Linked DNA regions of Macaca mulatta: region 2 is linked to region 1. A link is a contact called in public Hi-C data. All regions are on one chromosome and are shown on one strand. The core of a region is the stretch at or near the end of the contact, and the rest is flanking DNA. Distances in the headings are between cores, read along the strand shown.

Region 1 (6,095 bases), core at 1,370-3,869:
CTGTTAGGAACAGCCATCTTTGATTGTCTTACATTTTGATTAGCTGGGAAACTGAGGCCCAGCATCATTAGGCTGGCAAGGCATTCATTTCTTTCCAAAGGCGCTAGAGCCTGGACTTCCAGTTCAGTACCCTTCACTCCCTAACGCTCTTAGCAGGGTCAATTTTGTGAAAAGCCATCACAACAATAACATGCTTCTGGCCAGGATAAATATTTTACTTTGTATCATACAGAAAATAGCAAGTAGCACCACTTCACCTAGAGACAACCAAGCCGCCCTGCACAGAGAGGCAAGAGGCCCCAGGTGAAGGGTAAACAATGTCTCCAAACGCTAAGGACGCCCTGGCCAAATGGTTTTGATTTCACACCACTGCTCACTGCTCACCACATTCTAATCCACCATGATGCAGTACGAGAATTTTATTATGAGTGTTAGTCATTTCGGAATATCTTGTTTTCCTTTTCCAGACTCCAGAAATGTGTCAGTACCTTAAAGTTGGGAATCCTGTGATGAACAGGTCGGGGAAAGTCAGCTAAATTTTGTGATTCCATGTGGTCCCAAATTTGCTCACGAATGTCCTGTTTGGAGACACCTACTGCAACAGAAGAGTCCCACTTAATAACAAAGGAATTCCACAGCCCATGCTGAAAGCCTGCTCCAGTTACACGCTCAGCTCCCCACATAGGAGTTCATGACTATGCCAGACCAGATTGAGAGGGTTTTTGGTCTCTACATTGAAAAATGTAGTAAGTTTTTTTGTTTGTTTGTTTGTTTGTTTGTTTTTGAGATGGAGTTTCGCTCTCGTTGCCCAGGCTGGAGTGCAACGGTGTGATTTCGGCTTACCGCAACCTCCACCTCTGCCTCCCAGGTTCAAGCGATTCTCCTGCCTCAGCCTCCTGAGTAGCAGGGATTACAGGCATGTGTCACCACATACTCACGAACAATTATTAAAGTTCACAGTAAATTAAACATAGCTCTAATATTTAATCCAGTTATACTAACCTTGAAGCAGTAGGGGAGCCAAATACAACTCAAGCCTTGTAACCAAGCCCTCCTAGAGTCCCTGCTTGGGGACTCAGGTTCTGCTGATGTAGAGAAACTGTCCTCTCAGTCTGTTCAGTCTTGACATAACCATGATTCCCTTATTCTTGCCGTAAGTCAGGTAAGCTTGCCTTTAAACTAAGTGATCTCTAAGACAGCTATTATTTTGGATAACTGACTGCAATCCCCTTTATTAGTGTGGGATTAATAATTAGATGACCATGTTGGCCTCATCTCCTGTCATTCCTCACTCTGAATCCAAAAAGTGGCTCAAGGACTGTTCTTCCCTGGCCCCAACATACCTGCCTACCTCCCTCTCCCTTTCAGGCCTGTACCTCCTCTGCTCTCCCTCAGGTCTAGCTTAGATTCGACCTCCCCCAGGAAACACTCTTTGAGTGCTGTCTCAGGCAGATGACCCTCCTTTAGAAATCTAAGGAGTACCCATACCATTTGGGTTTTTATTTTTTCCCAAACTGGAACAATTACTACAAGGTTACCGCATGCCTCACTTTCACTAACAGCCCAGAGGGCCTGGAATATCCCCAGCCCTGCGCAGGGTACCCTGTGGGACACAAGAAATGTAACACTGTGACCCCTGCTCTGGAGTCAATTAATCCCATAACAGTGATTCCCCCTAATAAAGCAATGGGCTAACTGGTAAGGGGAGGGGTCATTGCAAAAGAAAAGGGCAGGGCCTTTCCTTTGGAAAGTTACAAAAACATGAGAAATAATTAAAATAATAAAAGGTGACACATAGTAATGTGTGAAATGCCTGAACCCTATTCTGTAATTGTCTGTTTGCTCCCCCAGCAGGCTGTGGGCCCTGCTGGGTCAGCGTGGGTCTCATTCACCCTTAAATCTCCAGTCCCAGCTCAGTCCTGGCACAGGACAGGCATCCCAAAAGGTCACTCTAACCATGACGGCATATGATCACCCTCCGTCTATGTATTGTGTGCATCCTGCACACGTAGTATGGGTGGGAGTGGACCTGTTCACAGTTGGGGTTCCGGCATTTAACAGACCCTGGCACACCTTTTGTACTAGTAGTATGGGTATCTGCCAGGCAATCCTGCGAGCAATCATCCACCCCTTCCCCCACTAGCGAGTGACTTCCTACAGGCCAGGGGCTCTACCGGAGGAAGCCTCGCCAGTGCCCAGAGAGGGCCGCGCGGACAAGGCTTCCACAACCATCTGTTAAGACCACAGCAGTTAAGCGACCCCCGCGTGTAAGTCAAACCGGCTTCCGATCCTGCCCCTGAACCTCAGTTTCCCCGACCTCACGGGGCCCACAGGCTCCCCGACGTGAACGGCAGGTGTCCCTCCCGCCTTGTCTTCCCGTTATCTTCATTTGGTTGGACCCGAACCCAGCACAGACCCTCTCCGATCCCCTCGCCCGCCTCCGGTGATTCTGCGCCATCCTCTGCCAGCCCCCGTGGCCCCGCCTCGACCCTCACCGGTCCCGGCCGTCCCTCCCCATTCCCAGCCGCCCGGGCGCCGCGCCGCGCCCCTCACCCGCCCTTGGCTCCATGGCGACGCAGTCACCGCGCGACATCTCCCGGCGCCGAGTCTGGCGCGTAGTGACGTCACCCGCTTCGCGCCTGCGCGACGGCGGGAGGGGCGGAGGCTGAGCAGGCGTGGCCCGGGCGCGCATGCGCGGGCGGGTAAAACCCGTGCCGGGGACCGTCAGGGACGCTCCCGGGCATGTCGTTCGTGCTGTTAGCTGGTCATTGTCGAGCGCCGCCCGTGACAGGCGTTTTGCCAAGCCTTGGAGTTACTGAAAGAACAAGTCCCTGGCCTCTCGGGGCCCATTGCCGGTTGAAACACATCCCACCTCCTCTTCCAGTCCTAGAGGCCGCCTCCTCCGGAAAGCCGGCCTTGATTGCTCCTCCTGCAGGACGCGGTTCCCTCCTTTGAGACCCTGCAGACCCTCGTGTGCTCACACTTGGACTCAGCCGGCAGCTCTTTAAAGGGTCAGGCAGATGGAGATTCGAAGCCAGCCCAGCCCCAGCGACTGCGCTGCGGACGGCCAGAGGCCATCCTTTGAGAAACGCCCGAGAGGTCAGGGATTCTTACCCTGACCTCTGCATACCCTGAGAAAGAACGAACGTGGCAGCTTGCGTGTGCTCGTCTATGTCTTTCGTGTTTGCCAACCTAAGGGTCGGGAAGACCCTAAGGGTCGAGGAGACCAGGCTGCACAGACCATCACGTCCATGCCCTCCCAGGCCCCAGTACAGCGGGAAGAAAACGAGGGCGTTCAGCCTGGCGGTGCATTCACTTATTAGGAAGAAGACATCCCCCAGCCCCACCCAGCACACACACACGTCAGGGACCAGCCACTAGGAACCGCTCCCTGAGCGAATGAAGGCATCCCCGTAGCCACGTGCCTGGCACATCACAAGCACTCAAAACGTGGCTGCCACCTTTCGAAATTACATGCCCAAAACTTTATGAGACCCTCACAACACGCTTGTGAGACAGACAAAAGCGTCTGAATGCCTGCCCACTTGACCAATACAGAAAATGGTGTTCCGTGTTCAAGCGACTTACTCACGTCTGCCGGTAACTGGTACTGTGCCGTTTGACCTCCTTAGGACATAATTAATGATGGTAATTAGCAGTGCTACGATATGCCAGGCATTGAGCTTAGCGCCTTAAAAGTCATAGCTAAATATGTTTCACAACAAACCGTCAGAGGCAAATGTGACCCGCCTTCTACGGAGGAGGCAACAGAAGCTCAGACATGTTCAAGAAGCTTGGCCTGAGTCTCCCAGCTGGGAAGGAACAGAGCAGTGATGTAGCCCTGACAACGTGCTTATTTGCAACTCCTGTGGGTCCCATCATAACTCTGTCTCTCTCTTTCTGTGTGGTGTCCGCAACATTAATATATAGAGACACCGAGGACCCTTAGTTCTGCTTGTGGGTGGGTCTGTCTTTCACCAGGCTGGCAAAAGGAGTGCAAACATCATTTTGGAGGTGATAAAATCTCTCAAAGAGGTTGGATGTCCTTTCCCCCTTTCATGGAAGCATGGATCTGCAGAGTGTTTTTATGCAAGTAGCCTTGGTCCCAGCGGTGGAAGTGTGTGCAGGATTCCGTTCCCCAGCTGTACTGAAAACAGAGCCCAAGTCTCTCAGATGGACAGCCTGGCATGGCCCCCAGTGGGTAACAAGACGCCAGGGACATTCTGCCAGTGGCAATTTTAGAAAGCAGGTGGTGCTAGGAAGGACATTCTCTTCAGTTCCTCCGTACCATGTTTTCAAGTTAGAAGTGCCTCAAAAAGCATTTACACCCAGCTCCTTGAGGGGGTGAGGCAGAAGGTCACTTGAGCCCAGGAGTTTGAGGCTGCAGTTAGCTATGATGGCACCACTGTACTCCACTTGGGTGACACAGCGAGAACTCCTCTCTGAAAAACGTAATAATAAATAAAAACAATAAATAGTAATAAAAGACCCCTTAGAAAAAATCAACGGGCTCTTTTATGCAAGGAAGATGCTCTCAGGATAAATAGCTAATGCATGTGTGGCTTAATACCTAGGTGATGGGTTGACAGGAGCAGCAAACCACCATGGCACGCATTTACCTATGTAACAAACCTGCACATCCTGCGCATGTATCCTATAACTTAAAATAAATTTTTTTAAAAAAGAAGGCGCAATTGAACTTTAACTTAAATACTTAAAACTCAGTCACATATGTAAATTTGCATTTGGGCACTTCAGGATTTTTTTTTTTTTTTTTTCGGTAGATTTTATCATTTAGAAAAGTTTTGGTTCGGCCGGGAGTGGTGGCTCACACCTGTAATCGCAGCACTTTGGGAGGCCGAGGTGGGCAGATCACTTGAGGTCAGGAGTTCGTGACCAGCATGGACAACATGGTGAAATCCCATCTCTACTAAAAATTCAAAAAATTAGCTGGGGGTGGTGGCTCGCGCCTGTAATCCCAGCTACTCGAGAGGCTGAGGCAGGAGAATCACTTGAACCCAAGAGGCAGAGGTTGCAGTGAGCCAAGATTGCGCCACTACACTCCAGCCTGAGTGACAGAGCGAGACTCTGTTTCAAAAAAAAGAAAAAAAGAAAAGTTTTACTTCACAGCAAAATTGAGCAGAAAGTACAGAGAGTTTCTATATACCACCCCTGCCACTGCATTTATACACAGCCTCCCCCACTATCAACATCCTGCAGTGGAATGGTACATTTGTTACAATCAATGAACTTACACTGATACATTGTTGCCATCCAACAGCCATAGTTTACATTAGAGCTCAGGCTTTATGTATGTTCTGGGGTTTTGACAAATGCATAATGGCATGTGCCCATCCCTGGAGTATCATGCAGAATATTTTTACTGCCCTACAGATCCTGTGTGCTCTGCCTCTTCTTCCCTCCCTCCCTCCCTCCCTCCCTCCCTGCTAACCCCTGGCAGTTACTGGTCTTTTTTCTTTCTCCATAGCTTTTTCTTTTCCCGAAAGTCATATAATTGGAATCATACACTGTGTAGCCTTTTCAAACAGGCTTTTTCCACTTAGTAATATGCATTTAAGGTTCCTCCATGTCTTTCCATGGCCGGACAGTCCTCTCTTTTTAGTGCTGAATAATCTCCATCGTTTCGGTGTCCCACGGTTTATTTATCCATTCATCCACTGCAGGACCCCTCAGTTGCCCCTATGTTTTAGCAAATACACATAAACCCGCTATAACTATTCCTGTGCAGGTTCATGGAGGATTGCAAAGCTTGTCACAGGCATCTGATGAATCCTCAGCCCTCTTTTAGAACCTGGCTGGAAGGAATAGCGTGGAAATGGGGAGTCTCCCTAGGCATGAAGAGCGCGGCTGTGAATCTCCAAGCTGTGTTCCCTTGTACGCTCTACTTTAAACATCACAGTTCTCCGAAACTACATCTAGTGGCTTCAATTGTACTTTCAATCTACATTCAAAGTCATGGCAAAAACCGCAATTACTTTTGCACCAACCAACTTAACAAAATGTAAGATTGTTTAATAAGCTAATAACTGAAAAGATATTCGAAGAATTTTTTCAAATTAGAGGTTGCCAGATGA
Region 2 (6,095 bases), core at 1,240-3,739, 1.2 Mb after region 1:
GGAGAACTGCTTGAGCCCGGGAGGTGGAGGCTGCAGTGAACTGAGATCACACCACTGCAACACTCGCTCTGGGTGACAGAGCAAGACTCCATCTCAAAAAAATAAAAACAAAAAATAAAATGTCATTAAATGGTATCATACTGTATATTCTTTCAACTTGTTTTGCTCAACGAGGTTAAACAAACAGTTCAAACCCCAGCATCTATGCGCCAGGAGAGCTCTGCTGCTGCTACTGGAAGGCAGCAGTCTTTAACCTGGGCTGAACCTCATCATCGTTGGGGGGCTGAAGGAGAGCAAGGTGGCAGGGTCTGGGTGACACCAGTGGCCTAGTCAGCGACAGCCTCTCCACAGTGACAATAAGCTGAACGCTGAAAAGACGAGTCAGGCGGAGTATGGTTGGGGTACAGGTAAGACCACAAACAGAACTTGGCATGTTTGAGACACTAAAATAAAGGCATTGTGGCTGTAGTGAGCCCAGGGAGACAGGTGGAAAGACAGGCAGAGGCCAGCACCAAGTGAAGGTGCGAACCAGGTGACCTGATACATGAGTTCTGTGGGAGCAGAATTCCAAGCTGTCCCCAAGGTCCCCCTTCCCCCAATAATTCCCAGGACTGCAAAATAATAGGATACCACTCTTGTGATTAGGTTGCATTACAGACACAGCTGAATTTAAAGAGATGATCTTCTGTAGGTCTAGTCTAATCAGACGACCAGTTATTTTAAAGGTTTGTTTTGAGGGTTCATTAAGATAACATACAAACCCCAGGACTGATAGACTCTCTCTCTTAAGGGAAGCTACTGTTACAATCACCTTAGTATTGGGCACTGGAGGGAGACATGAAGATCAGTAAAAATGACAGGTAACTGGCAGGACATGGTGGCTCACGCTTTGTAATACCAGCAATTTGGGAGGCCAAGGTGGGTGCATCACCTGAAGTCAGGAGTTCGAGACCAGACTGACCAATATGGTGAAACCCGGTTTCTACTAAAAAATACAAAATTAGCCGGTGTGGTGGTGCATGTCTGTAATCCCAGCTACTTGGGAGGCTAAGGCAGGAGAATCGCTTGAACCTGGGAGGCGGAGGCTGCAGTGAGCCAAGATCGCGCCACAGCACTCCAGCCTGGGCAACAAGATGAAACTCCTTCTCAAAAAAAAAAAAAAAAAAAAAAGCAGAAAGCAGATAACAGCTGGTTACTGAGTGCTTACTTTCCGCCAAGCACCATTCTGAAGATGCCACACAGATGAACTGACTTCCTGTGCCACAACCCTGGCCAGCAGGCCATGCTACTGCAGTCCAGCCTGGGCGATAGAGCAAGACTCCGTCAAAAAAAAAAAAAAAAAAAAAAAAGTCAGAGCCTAAGAGGAGTGTGAGGGGAAAAGTCCAACTCCATTATTTAAGAGATGAGGACATGGAGAGATCAATGACGCAGGAACAAAAGGGACAAAGGAATGTGGTCAAGAGCTCCTGATTCAGGACATCTGGTCACACTCCAGTTCCATATCACTTCATGGTTCACCTGTTGGTCTGACTTCCTGTCAAATGGGAATATCAGTGCTAGGGAATTGACCTGGTTGTGAGGATTAAAGCCCAGGGAGCTGTGCCTGGTACACGGCAGGCCATAAAACTGCCCCCGGTTAGCGAACCCAAGAGCAGCAGCCGCAGAACACTCAACCCCAAGTTCAGGACGGATCCTCCTGCAGACCCTGGGCTGAGGACCAGAGGGAAGGAGACAACCGTGATGGCTGCCATCAGCTGCTACGGGATACCCCGTGGCTCCAGGGCCTTCTTCACTTAACCATCTGCTGCTTACTCCTCAGGGCCGCTGTGATGACTATCTGTCCTCTTTAGAAAAACGAGAAGGGTGAGGTTCAGAAAAGTTAAGAGTCTTACTCCCAGGCCACACATCTTGCAGAGGCAGCCCCAGGCTCAACCTCAGGTCGTCCTACGCCAAACCCCTGCCTCTTCTCACCACCCAGCCTACCTTTAGAGGGAGGGAGGAGTGGGAGGAAACGCAGAAAAACGCCCGTGACACCACACGAAGAAAAGCAAGCACGTTAAAGGAGGCAGCTCCGTCGCTCTCCCGGAAGCGGCCAGACACACGTGGAGACTCGGGAGGGGGCGGGCCCCGTCCAGGCTGCCCGGACGCGGCGCCGGGGCAGTTTCTACGGCCTCCAGCTCTCCCGCGGGGCCGGCGCAGCTCCCACGGCGACCCGCAACCCCGGGCGGAGCTGGCAGTCGGACGAGGCTGCACGGCCGCCACGTCGGGCCCCTAGGCCCAGTCTGACTCGCTCACCTCCTCCTTCCGCGAGCGCTTAGACACCTTCTTCTCCATCTTGGCGGCCGTCTTCTCCGCGCCGCGGCCCTTCTTCTCCTTCTTGCCCTTCTTGCCCATCTTGTCGGGTCCCAAGCCGCGATAGGACACCAAGGTACCAAACGGGGCGCGCTCTCCGCCCGAAACCGGGCGCTCGTGGGGCGGAGCTCGACGCACAGAAATGGAGTCACTTCCGGCCTCGAGTTCGAGTCGCTTCCGGTGGAGGTGCGGCTGGGCGCCCTACGGGGTTCAGTCTTGGAGCTCGGTCTTCCGCAGCGGGTTGGCGGGTCTCGAACTCTGCATAAGGCCTCGGAGAAGATGACCCGGCCTGGGCGCAATGGCTGATGCCTGTAACCCTGGCGCTTTGGGAGGCGTTGGCCGGCGGATCGCTTGAGTCCTGGAGTTCGAGTCCAGCCTGGGCAACAAAGCGAGAACCACCCCCCCACCCCCGCCCCGCCCCGCCCCGCCCCATCTCTACAAAAGAAAAAAAAAACAAACATTAAACGGGCGTAGTGTCTCGCGCCAGTGGTCCTAGCTCTTCGGGAAGCTGAGGCGGGAAGATCGCTTGAGTCAAGGAGTTCCAGGCAGCAATGCGCCACTGCACCCCAGCCTGAGCGACAGAACAAGATCCTGTTTCAAAAAACAGAAAAGATGGCAGCCCCGGCGTGACATACTCGGGCCATGCTCGCCATTCTCACGCCCTGTGCCCCCACCTAGCCTGTCCCCGTGTCCTAGGAGACGTGCCCTCTGAGTTTTATTTTATTTTTATTTTTAGAGACAGGGTCTTGCTCTGTTGCGCAGGCTGGAGTGCAGTAGCGCGATCTCGGCTCACTGCAACCTCCGCGTCCTGAGGAGCTGGGACCACAGGAGCCCACCATGCCCGGCTAATTCGCTCTTTCAGCTTTCCCAGGGTGCACGTGCCCCCTGTGAAGGCACGTTGCTTAGCCCTGTGTAGAACTGCCTAAGTGGGTGACTCTTGAGCTAACCCCATTTTTTCCCCTTGGACAAATCAAATGAGTGCTGTGGCCTCATTTCCTAGAAAAAAAATTAATACAGTTACAACAGTTTGCAGACCCTAAGACAGACAGTCCCGGCTGAGCGCGGTGGCTCATGCCTGTAATCCTAGCACTTTGGGAGGTCGAGGTGAGTGGATGACGAGGTCGAAAGTTCGAGACCAGCCTAGCCAACATGGTGAAACCCCGTCTCTACTAAAAATACAAAAATTAGCCGGGCGTGGTGTTGGGCACCTGTAATCCCAGCTACTTGGGAGGCTGAGGCAGGAGAATCGCTTGAACCCAGGGGGCAGAGGTTGCAGTGAGCTGAGATCAAGCCACTTCACTCCAGCCCGGGCAAAAGAGCGAAATTCCATCTTAAAAAAAAAAAGAAAAAAGATGGCCCCTTCCACCTTCCCATTTAAAATGTGCCAGACACCGTTAGGTGCTAAGGACATGTCCTCAAATATCCTAACATGGAGGACTTTTGTTTCTTCATTGGTAGGCTAGAGCTAATGATAGCACCCTGCAAGGGTACTCAATTTGTGGAGCCTGAGAAATAAAGATGGGTAAGATCCAAATGCCTGCTAGGAAATTGTACTCTAGGATTTCCCTCAAATTATGTAAGAAATGGCAAAATCATCTGCAGAGTATGGAATGTTATGATTTGAAAGAGCAGAGTAAAAATGCTTATCATTCCTTAGAAGATGTCATCTTTGGACTGGTAATCAAGGAATAAGGCAAATTAAGGACAAGGACAAGCCAAAATTTGGCAACGGGAAAGCATAAATCAGGAAATAATCTAGTTTATTACTTTGTGTGTGACTCAGCCTTTAATAAATTGTCTTAGGCCGAGGACGGTGGTTCATGCCTGTAATCCCAGCACTTTGGGAGGCCGAAGCGGGCTGATCACGAGGTCAGGAATTCAAGACTAGCCTGACTAATATGGTGAAACACTGTCTCTACTAAAAATACAAAAAAAAAAAAAAAAATTAGCCAGGTGTGGTGGCACACACCTGTAGTCTCAGCTATTCAGGAGGCTGAGGCAAAATCACTTGAACCCAGGTGGCAGAAGTTGCAGTGAGCCGAGATCGCGCCACTGCGCTCCAGCCTGGGCGACAGTGCAAAACTTTGTCTCAAAAAAAAAAAAAAAAGAAGAAGAAGAAGTTAACTCGGCTGGGTGCAGGGGCTCACGCCTGTAATCCCAGCACTTTGGGAGGCCAAGTTAGGCAGATCACAAGGTCAGGAGTTCAAGACCAGCCTGGCCAACATGGTGAAACCCCATCTCTACAAAAATACAAAAAAATTAGCCAGGCCCGGTGGTGTACGCCTCTAATCCCAGCAACTCAGGTGGCTGAGGTAGGAGAATTGCTTGAACCGGGAGGCAGAGGTTGCGGTGAACCGAGATCGTGCCACTGCACTCCAGCCTGGGCAACAAAAGCGAAACTGTCTCAAAAAAAAAAAAAAGAAAGAAGTTACCTTAGATCCAATCAATGACTAGTCACCGAGCAGCCAAGGAGGAATGATTTTCCAACCAACTCCAAGCCTTGTCCATAAACCTAGTTCTTCAAGAAGAAAAATGAAATTAAGGGAAATAATGAGAAGAAAAGATAGAACGGGTTGAAGGCCACCAGGGTCTCCAGCACTGCTTGTAGGAAACCTGTGTGGTGGTAGAGAAAAAAAAAAAAAGAACCAGTTAGAAGCTGAGCAGAAAGGAGCAGGAGAATTTCACAGAAAGCCGGCCTGGGCATCCAGGCATGATTATCTTCTATGATGAGCTACAAAAGGCTAACTCCTCACTATCGCCCTGGGGAAATAGTTCTGTCCCCTCTAGTGTGCTATGACTTTAAGAACATACCTAATCCTTTAACATTTTTCTAAAAATCCTGGGTAACCCTGAGGCCATGCACTTGAAGCAGAAAGGCCCTTCATTCACAGCTCATCTGTCTACAGTACATTACAGTGGCACCCACTTCAGGCCGGAGAGAGGCGGAGCGTACGACCTATGGAAGATTTAGGAGGATCTGGTGGACACGGGGTTTAATACTTTTATTATCTGAAAGAAGCTTGAAGCTAAATTAGAAGGCTCTTGGATTACAGGCATCATGGTGATTTACGTGAGATGGAAATTCTCATTACTGAGAAAGACAGCAAATAGAACATCTAAAATGAGATCAGATCCTAAAAACAGTCAAAAGATTAAGTACAGGGCTCTATTTTAGTAAAATTCACATCGTTGAAACTAATGGATTATCTTTAATCTATCCCTAACTCTTAGAGTGTATCTTTTGTGTGATCGGGCGCCCTCTGCTGCCTTCAAGTTGAAGTGCAGAAGAGAAAAAAAATCTGTTAATACTAGACTAAACTTTTGGAAAATATGCTGACTTCTAATTACCCTCACCACAAGTAATCAATGTGATTGGAAGGTTCTGCCAAGCGTGGTATGGATTACGTGGCTCTTTGCACGTTTCCCATCAGGAAAGTGGGAATAATGAACGAGTTCACCTACTACACAGGATTCTTCGGAAAATCAAGTGAAACAATAATAAAGTTTAGGAAAGTAAAAAAGCAAAATACAAAGGTTTTTTTTTTGTTTGTTTTTTGAGACAGAGTCTCACTCTGTCACCCAGGCTAGAGTGCAGTGGCACAATCTCGGCCCACTGCAACCTCCAGCTCCCAAGTTCTTATCTCAGCCTCCCAAGTAGCTGGGATTACAGGCATCTGCCACCACACCCAGCTAATTTTTGTACGTTTCGTAGAGATGGGGTTTCACCATGTTGGTCAAGCTGG

What was found. A called contact is a pair of places that touch in the nucleus more often than the background predicts.
Region 2: a contact with region 1 is called in a Hi-C map of cortical neurons, with 5 times the contacts expected there. The contact joins the promoter of KLHDC4 here to the promoter of MTHFSD in region 1. A contact is called at or near these places in 2 of 14 Hi-C or Micro-C datasets (cortical neurons and fetal cortex germinal zone).

Annotation. Positions count from the first base shown.
Region 1 is chr20:81,930,308-81,936,402 of T2T-MMU8v2.0, forward strand. It overlaps MTHFSD (methenyltetrahydrofolate synthetase domain containing), which reads right to left and starts at 2,620. Exons shown (of 8, transcript XM_077986619.1): 1 at 2,417-2,620; 2 at 489-592. The coding sequence starts at 551.
Region 2 is chr20:83,151,760-83,157,854 of T2T-MMU8v2.0, forward strand. It overlaps KLHDC4 (kelch domain containing 4), which reads right to left and starts at 2,490. Exons shown (of 11, transcript XM_077986645.1): 1 at 2,296-2,490.